2 separate regions of the Zea mays genome follow, and region 1 is linked to region 2. Evidence: chromatin contacts called from public Hi-C data. All regions are on one chromosome and are shown on one strand. The core of a region is the stretch at or near the end of the contact, and the rest is flanking DNA. Distances in the headings are between cores, read along the strand shown. Region 1 holds the start of LOC103650604 (transcription initiation factor TFIID subunit 8). Region 2 has its middle 39 kb from the start of LOC103650603.

Region 1 (3,524 bases), core at 180-2,679, 170 kb before region 2:
GATGAAGTAAAATTTCGTTGCCCTATCCACCGTCGAGGCTGAGTACATTGCCGCAGGACAATGTTGCGTGCAATTACTTTGGATGAGACAAACTCTAAAAGACTTTGGCTACAATCTGAGCAAAGTCCCACTCCTATGTGATAATGAGAGTGCAATCCGTTTGGCGGATAATTCTGTTGAACACAGCTGCACAAAAGCACATAGACATCCGGCATCACTTCGTAAGATACCACCAGCAAAGGGGAGATATCAATATAAGCCATGTTAGCACCGATCACCAGCTAGTCGATATCTTCACCAAGCCCTTAGATGATAGGAGGTTTTGTGAGCTACGTAGTGAGCTAAATGTCTTAGATTTACGGAACTTGGATTGATTTGTATCATACATATTTTATATGCATTTGATCATGTTAATTGTTAAAACTTATTGGACTAGAGAAGGACATATTCACCTTGACACCATGAATATTCCTTGAAACTTCCAACAAGAAAGGTGGGAAGGGAAAAGCTATCTCAAATCTTGCAATAAATTTTGTATACACATATACACAAGAGTAGACAAGGAACTTCAAATAGCCAGTGGGGGTTGGAATAGTTGGAAAGATAACTTACTCAAGTGAAAAGATTTCCAGATATTGCTCGTGCATCACATCCTTAGGATCCCATGTCGCTTCTTCCTCGGTATGGTTCTCCCACGGAATCTTCACAAGCTTTACTTTCTTTCCCTTGACATTGTTCTCGGCCTTCTCAAGAACACACAAATGTTGTTCCACATAGACAAGGCTTGGTTGAAGGTCAAGAGCATCCACTTCTACGACTTCGGTTGGCACACGAAGACACTTCTGAAGTTGCGAGACGTGAAACATACCATGGAGTCAAGGGTGTTGCTCTGCTTCTTGATCCTCCTCGAGAAAGCCACTGGCGACGTGTAGTGCAACTACACGATGTCGCTTGTGGAGATATTTTAGTGTCGTCAAGTAGAACGTCGAGCTCCAACGGTCAACGTTAAGCCCCCCTATCAGCGGCCTCAGACACATGAGGAAAAATAGGGTACAAAATTGTATTCAATCATTTTTTTCGTTTTATTAAATGACGAAATAGCATTATAGCATGTGTGACATGTTTCATAATGACATTCAGATGAAATCCATCAAAATCTATACCACTATATAATTCACTAGTTTAAACTTTACAAAAACCCATTTAACTAAATCACATGTACACCTATAACATCTACTGAATCCACCAAACAAATTGCATCCATACTTAACACACCATCAAAACCAATGATTCAAATCGCCGGGTAACTCTCTATCTTACTTAAATCTAACAAACAATATTATTTAGATCATTTATCATACATCATTCTATCCCCTTGACCCTATGGTCCTAGCCTCTCCCTCCGCGCGTCTACGCCGCCCCCTAACCTTACTCATGCCTCCATTGCCGCCAATCCCTCCTCTTACGCTGTCGTCGTCGTCGACCCTCTCCCCTCTCTAGAATCGTAACATTATTACCCGCTAATGGTTAATAATGGTGAAGTACAAAGCCAACTTCTTATAATGGGTAAAATTCTAAATTTCTGCCTTAGAAAGATAGTGGATCCAATCTTTGAAGTGGTAAACGGAGGAAGTCCAATATTAAAACTGGTAATAATTGGCAGAAATCTCATGAAATCAAAATTTACTCCTAGATGACTTGCTAATTGGTGCTAAATTCATCGAGGCACGCGAACTCAAATCAAGATCTCTTCTTATGAGTTTGCTTGGCGGAGCTCGATTCGCTGCGTCGCTGAGCCTGAGTAATCGATTCGTGCTGGGCGGTGGCGTGGTCGGAGGGATCTGAATCCTAGCGCCGTCCGTATCTGAAACCCGCGCCGGCGAGCTGCTCGGCGCCTCGGTGGCATGGGTGGCTGGAAAGCGGGGGAGAGGAGAAGCAGCGGAGATATGAACGGAGGCGGCGGCAGCAGCCGGGACGAGTTCGGGCGGGCGGTGGCGCGGGCCGCGGTGGCGCAGGCACTGCAGGCCGCGGGGTTCGATTGCGCGCACCGCTCCGCGGTGGACGCGGTCGTCGACACCGTCCTGCGCTATATCACCCACCTGGGCCGGTCTGCCGCCTTCCACGCCAACCTCGCCGGCCGCGCGCACGCTAATGAGCTAGACGTCATCCAGGCGCTCGAGGAGGTCGGCGCCGACACGTATGGTTTCGCTGGCGCGGCAACCACGGGCCACTGCCTCGTCGGCTCTGGCGTCGTCAAGGACCTCATGGCGTTTGTCCATTCCAAGGACGAGGTGCCGTTCGCGCGGCCGCTGCCTAGGTTCCCCATCCAGCGCGTGGAGCCGCAGCCTTCTGCCAGCTTCACTGTGACTGGGAGGGAGACTGGGATGAAGCACGTGCCGGAGTGGCTGCCTGCTTTCCCAGATCCGCACACCTATGTGACGACGGAGGTGTGGGTTGAGCCGCCGGCGACCAAGGACAGGGTTGACAAAGTGGAGCAGGTGCGGCAACGAAGGAAAGCTGAGAAGTCCCTGCTCAGCCTGCAGCGAAGGCTGGCTATGGCTGGTGCGGATAGGTTTCGTCCAGCTGTGGCACATGATAATGCGCTGAAGGGGAAGGAGATACAGGCAGCTGGGACGAAGAGAAATCCATTTCTTGAGCCAGCATTGTTACCTGGACAGAAGGATGTATCAGAGGTTGATATGCCTCCGGAAAAGAAGAAATTCTCTGTCCTTGAGGCATTTGCACCAGCTATTCAAGCTAGAACCATCAGGGAGATTGATGCTAGTGCTGGGTTGGATCAAAATCAAAGGAACATTGTTCCAAAAGAGAGGGCTCCAGTTCATCTTAAGATTGGATTTAGTAATAAGTCATTAGCAGCAGCTCAGAATTCAAGAGCCCTGGATCTGAGGGATGATCTTTTCTTCTTGAAAGAGGAAACAAAGGATGATAAGAAGCGGAGAGCGGGCATGATATTAAGGGCATCAATGGAGAACCCACAAGAACTTCCTCAGCTCTAAAGTTGTTTATGGAGGAAGTCTGGTACTAATAGTGGAGTCGCATCGTGTTGTTGTGATCATGGAACTTCAGTTTCTAGAATCTTGAGGTAAACATTTATCTTGTGGTAACTCATTGGTCTATGCTGTCAAATGCTCTAGAGGCCCATGCGGATGAAACCCATGTAGTTGAAAATCCTGTGTGCATCAAAATGGTGGAACAATTTGCCAAATTTAGCTGGGCAATGTCTTAGTGTATATTTGTTTATTGCTTATTTAGGACAATGATACAGAGCTCTACAAAACATCTATGCATCTATCCGTTAGCTGTAGCTACTTTGATTAGTCTTGGATGGTAGAAAATCTGGAATTTAAAACTTACCTTTTTGGTAGGCTTGCTCTGCTCAGTATTATTAGCAATTGATCTACCATTGGACAATAATCATACATGGTTTTATGCCTAAATGTTTCCATTGAAGCTGGAATCGATTGTATTGCGTGCAGTCACTATTTCATGTATGCAAAGGACAG
Region 2 (3,282 bases), core at 448-2,947:
TAGATTTGGTTGTACCTACTATATAAAAGTTTTTTTGATGTATATCTAAATCTAGGTATGATAGCATATAAAAATTGAGGTGGGGCCATGACCGCCCACCCCTTGGATCCGCCTCTGCTGCTGTGGGCTTCCTCGACTCCCTGAAGAAGCCACTGTTGGCCACCGTCGCGGCCTCCACTTGCACCACGCCAGACAAGCACTTGCCCTCCGCGTCAACAAGGTTGGGGTCGACGATAAACACCCACGGGGCCGCCTGTGGGTGGATTTGAGTCCCAGAAGCCTCTAGCGCCGAGGATTCTACCGACGACGCGATGTCGTCCCCATCGTAGAGTGGGCGGAGCTAAACGGAGGAGACCCATGCCATTAGTAGAGTCACTCCTCTTCAGTCTAGGCGACATGGGCCTTCCCTTGTTGGGCTTGGACGGGCAATCCCTGGCCTAGTGGCTAGTTTTGCCACAGCTCCGGCACTGGTCACGACCGACGGCGTGGCCTTTCCCAGCACCGGTTTGCTTGCCGGTATTGGGTCGTGCCCCGACGCGGACGTCGCCTGTGGTTGCCGGACTTCGACGCGCCGGCGTCATTTCGGTATTTCTCCTTCCACCGGGCTTCCTGCTGCTCCTCCGTTAGGTACAGCTTACCCCTCGTCAACGGTGGTGGTGCATCATCAGCATCCTCGTCCGCTTTCAGCCAACCGGTGATGTCCTCCACTGTGAGGGTCGACACATCTAGTAGAGTCTCGATGGAAACTACTAGTTGCTTGTACCTTGGACGAGCGATCCGAAGATACTTCTCCACCACCTTCTCTAGAGACTCTGGGCCACCCAGCATGGCGAGCTGCGCGACAACGTCGGTGAGCCAAAGTGCGAACGCCTCCACCGACTCGCTGCCCCAGAACGACAACATCTCGTACTTGAGGCGTAGCCTCTGTGCCGCCGACTTCCGCACTCATTCATCGTCGATTCACAGCGACTTCAGGGCTTCCCAGGCCTCCTTTGTCGTCGGTTTGACGACCATCATGGAGACCATCTCCGGTGGCGTGGCGCTGCATATGACATCGAGCGCCATCCGATCGTCGCGTATGTCGATGTCGTCGATCTCCACAGCCTCCCATAGTCTGTGTGCTTGCATCTTCACCTTCATCAGCAAAACCCAATCGTTGTAGTTCATCTTTGTGAGAACCGGGTAAGTGGTCGATCCAGGCACCACGACAAGCTCGATGACGACCTCGCGAGTCCACGGACGTCGCGGCGACGATCGTCCTCACCAGAATTGCGGTGTCATCAAGCGCTCCGACGTATAGACATCCTCCTGATCTTCTTCCTCGGCTCTGATACCAAATGTTGCAAATACCGATGAGTTAAGCTGCCGACGCTCACACACACAAACTCTCCGATCAACTGAAGAACTAGAGACACGTGGTTTTGGTGAAGACCTAGAGACAGGTGGTTTTGGTGCTGTGTAAAACTTATATATCAAATTAAAACAGACTCGACTCTTATATGCACTTCATGCCGTATTTCTTGATCGTGTCATCACACGTCCTACAAACACTCTCCTGAGACTGCAAACACTACTGACGGGCCAGCTTATTCAGACTGAACAATCAAAAGAAAACCGACTAACTGAAAAAAGGAGCAGCTAAGTCCTAACTGACAAACAGGTACTAACAAGGAACACCAATGTACCATGGTAGCAGCGCGGTGGCTCTGCCACCTAGCGCCCGTCTGGACGCCGGCTCTCTCCCCGCGCTCCTGGCTGGCCTTGCCCGTCGCGCAATGACCCCCGCAGCGGCGAGGCAGCTCCAAGTGCAGCTCCTCGTCCGGGGTCTCCCTCTCCCCGCTCGCGCCGCCGTCTCCCTCATAGCCTCGTCCCATTCTCCGGGCCACGCCCGCGCAGTCTTCGACAACGCCGTCCCCACCGCCTGTGAGAACGTCTACCTCTGGACCGCCACCATCGCTGCTTACGCCAGACACGCCTCGTCCTCTCCGTCGGTAGCCGAAGGGGCGCTCACGCTGTTCCGGCTCATGCTCCGGCATGGTGTCCCTCGCCCGAACGCCTTCACGGCGAGCTCCGTGGTCAGGTGCTGCTCGGCACTGCGGGCCGTTCGAGTGGGGATCCAGGTGCACGGGTTCTTGGTGAATGCTGGACTCGGACGCGCTGAGCACGTGAGAGCCGCGTTGGTTGACATGTACGGCAACCATGGCCGGGTAGCGGATGCGAGGAGGGTGTTCGACGAAATGTCTGCCACAAGTGTGGTCCTGGGGAATACCATGGTGGCGTGCTACGTCAGGGCAGGGGATGTGGAGTCTGGGCGGGTTGTGTTTGATAGGATGGTGGAAAGGGACCTAATCTCTTGGAACACGCTGATGATGGGGTACTTGCGGCAGGGGGGTGCAGGTGTGGCAAGGGAATTGTTTGAAGAGATGCCAGACAGGAATGTGAACAGCTGGAACATGGCGATTGCTGCATACTCGCAGGAGAGGTCATGGGCTGATGCAGTTGCTGTGTTCAATCGTATGCGCCTCGCCAGATTCCAACCTGATCCCGCGACGATGGCTGTGCTGATGTCTGCCTGTGCACAGCTTGGTTCTTTGTCAGTTGCAAGACAGGTGCATGGGATTTTGAGGAAAGGCTGTGTCGAAATGAACTTCCATGTGCTGAATTCATTGATTGACATGTATGCTAAGTGTGGTAGTATCAGCCAAGCTCATTTGTTGTTTGTTGAGACACATTTAAAGGACACAGTGTCTTACAATGTGATGATCTGTGCTCTTGCACGCCATGGACATGGCAGAGATGCACTTCAGGTCTTCGATGAGATGTCTAAGGAACGATTGCAGCCAGATGCGGTCACTTTGCTTGGCGTTTTGTCAGCTTGTGCTCATGCTGGACTAGTTCATGATGGGAAGTTCTACTTTGAATCTATGAAAACAAATTATGCAATTGAGCAATCCCCAGATCACTATGCATGCATGGTGGATCTCTATGGCCGAGCTGGACTCATTAAGGAAGCATACGAATTAGCACGGGCAATGCCAATGGAACCACATGCAGGTGTCTGGGGAGCCTTGATCAATGCATGCAGGAAGCATTGCAATGTTGAAGTCGGTAAGGTTGCAGCGAGAGAGCTCATTGCTATTGAACCCAGGAATCCTGGAACTTATGTACTCCTTGCCAACACGTTGGCTCGTGGTCAGCAATGGGAATTTGTTGAGACTGTGTGGCAATCAATGAGAGGAAAGGGTATTGAGAAAACAGCAGGGTGCAGTTGGCTTGAAGTGG

What was found. Hi-C and Micro-C count contacts between places; a contact is called where the count stands out from the background.
Region 1: a Hi-C map of ear shows a contact between it and region 2, with 2.4 times the contacts expected there. The contact joins the promoter of LOC103650604 here to the enhancer-like site in region 2. A contact is called at or near these places in 5 of 25 Hi-C or Micro-C datasets (ear, leaf, tassel and 1 more) and 1 of 3 datasets of contacts at active chromatin or transcription factors (leaf).

The regions. Positions count from the first base shown.
Region 1 is chr3:137,479,291-137,482,814 of Zm-B73-REFERENCE-NAM-5.0, reverse strand. LOC103650604 (transcription initiation factor TFIID subunit 8) reads left to right here and starts at 1,429. Exons shown (of 2, transcript XM_008676175.4): 1 at 1,429-3,103. The coding sequence starts at 1,905. The coding sequence ends at 3,017.
Region 2 is chr3:137,313,701-137,316,982 of Zm-B73-REFERENCE-NAM-5.0, reverse strand. No RefSeq gene overlaps it. Among protein-coding and RNA genes, the nearest start is that of LOC103650603, 39 kb to the left of the region's middle. Within about 2 kb of position 1,697, at least 7 of the 20 cell types and tissues checked have an H3K27ac peak or open chromatin away from gene starts, as enhancers often do. A contact at or near this core is called in ear, where this site is marked.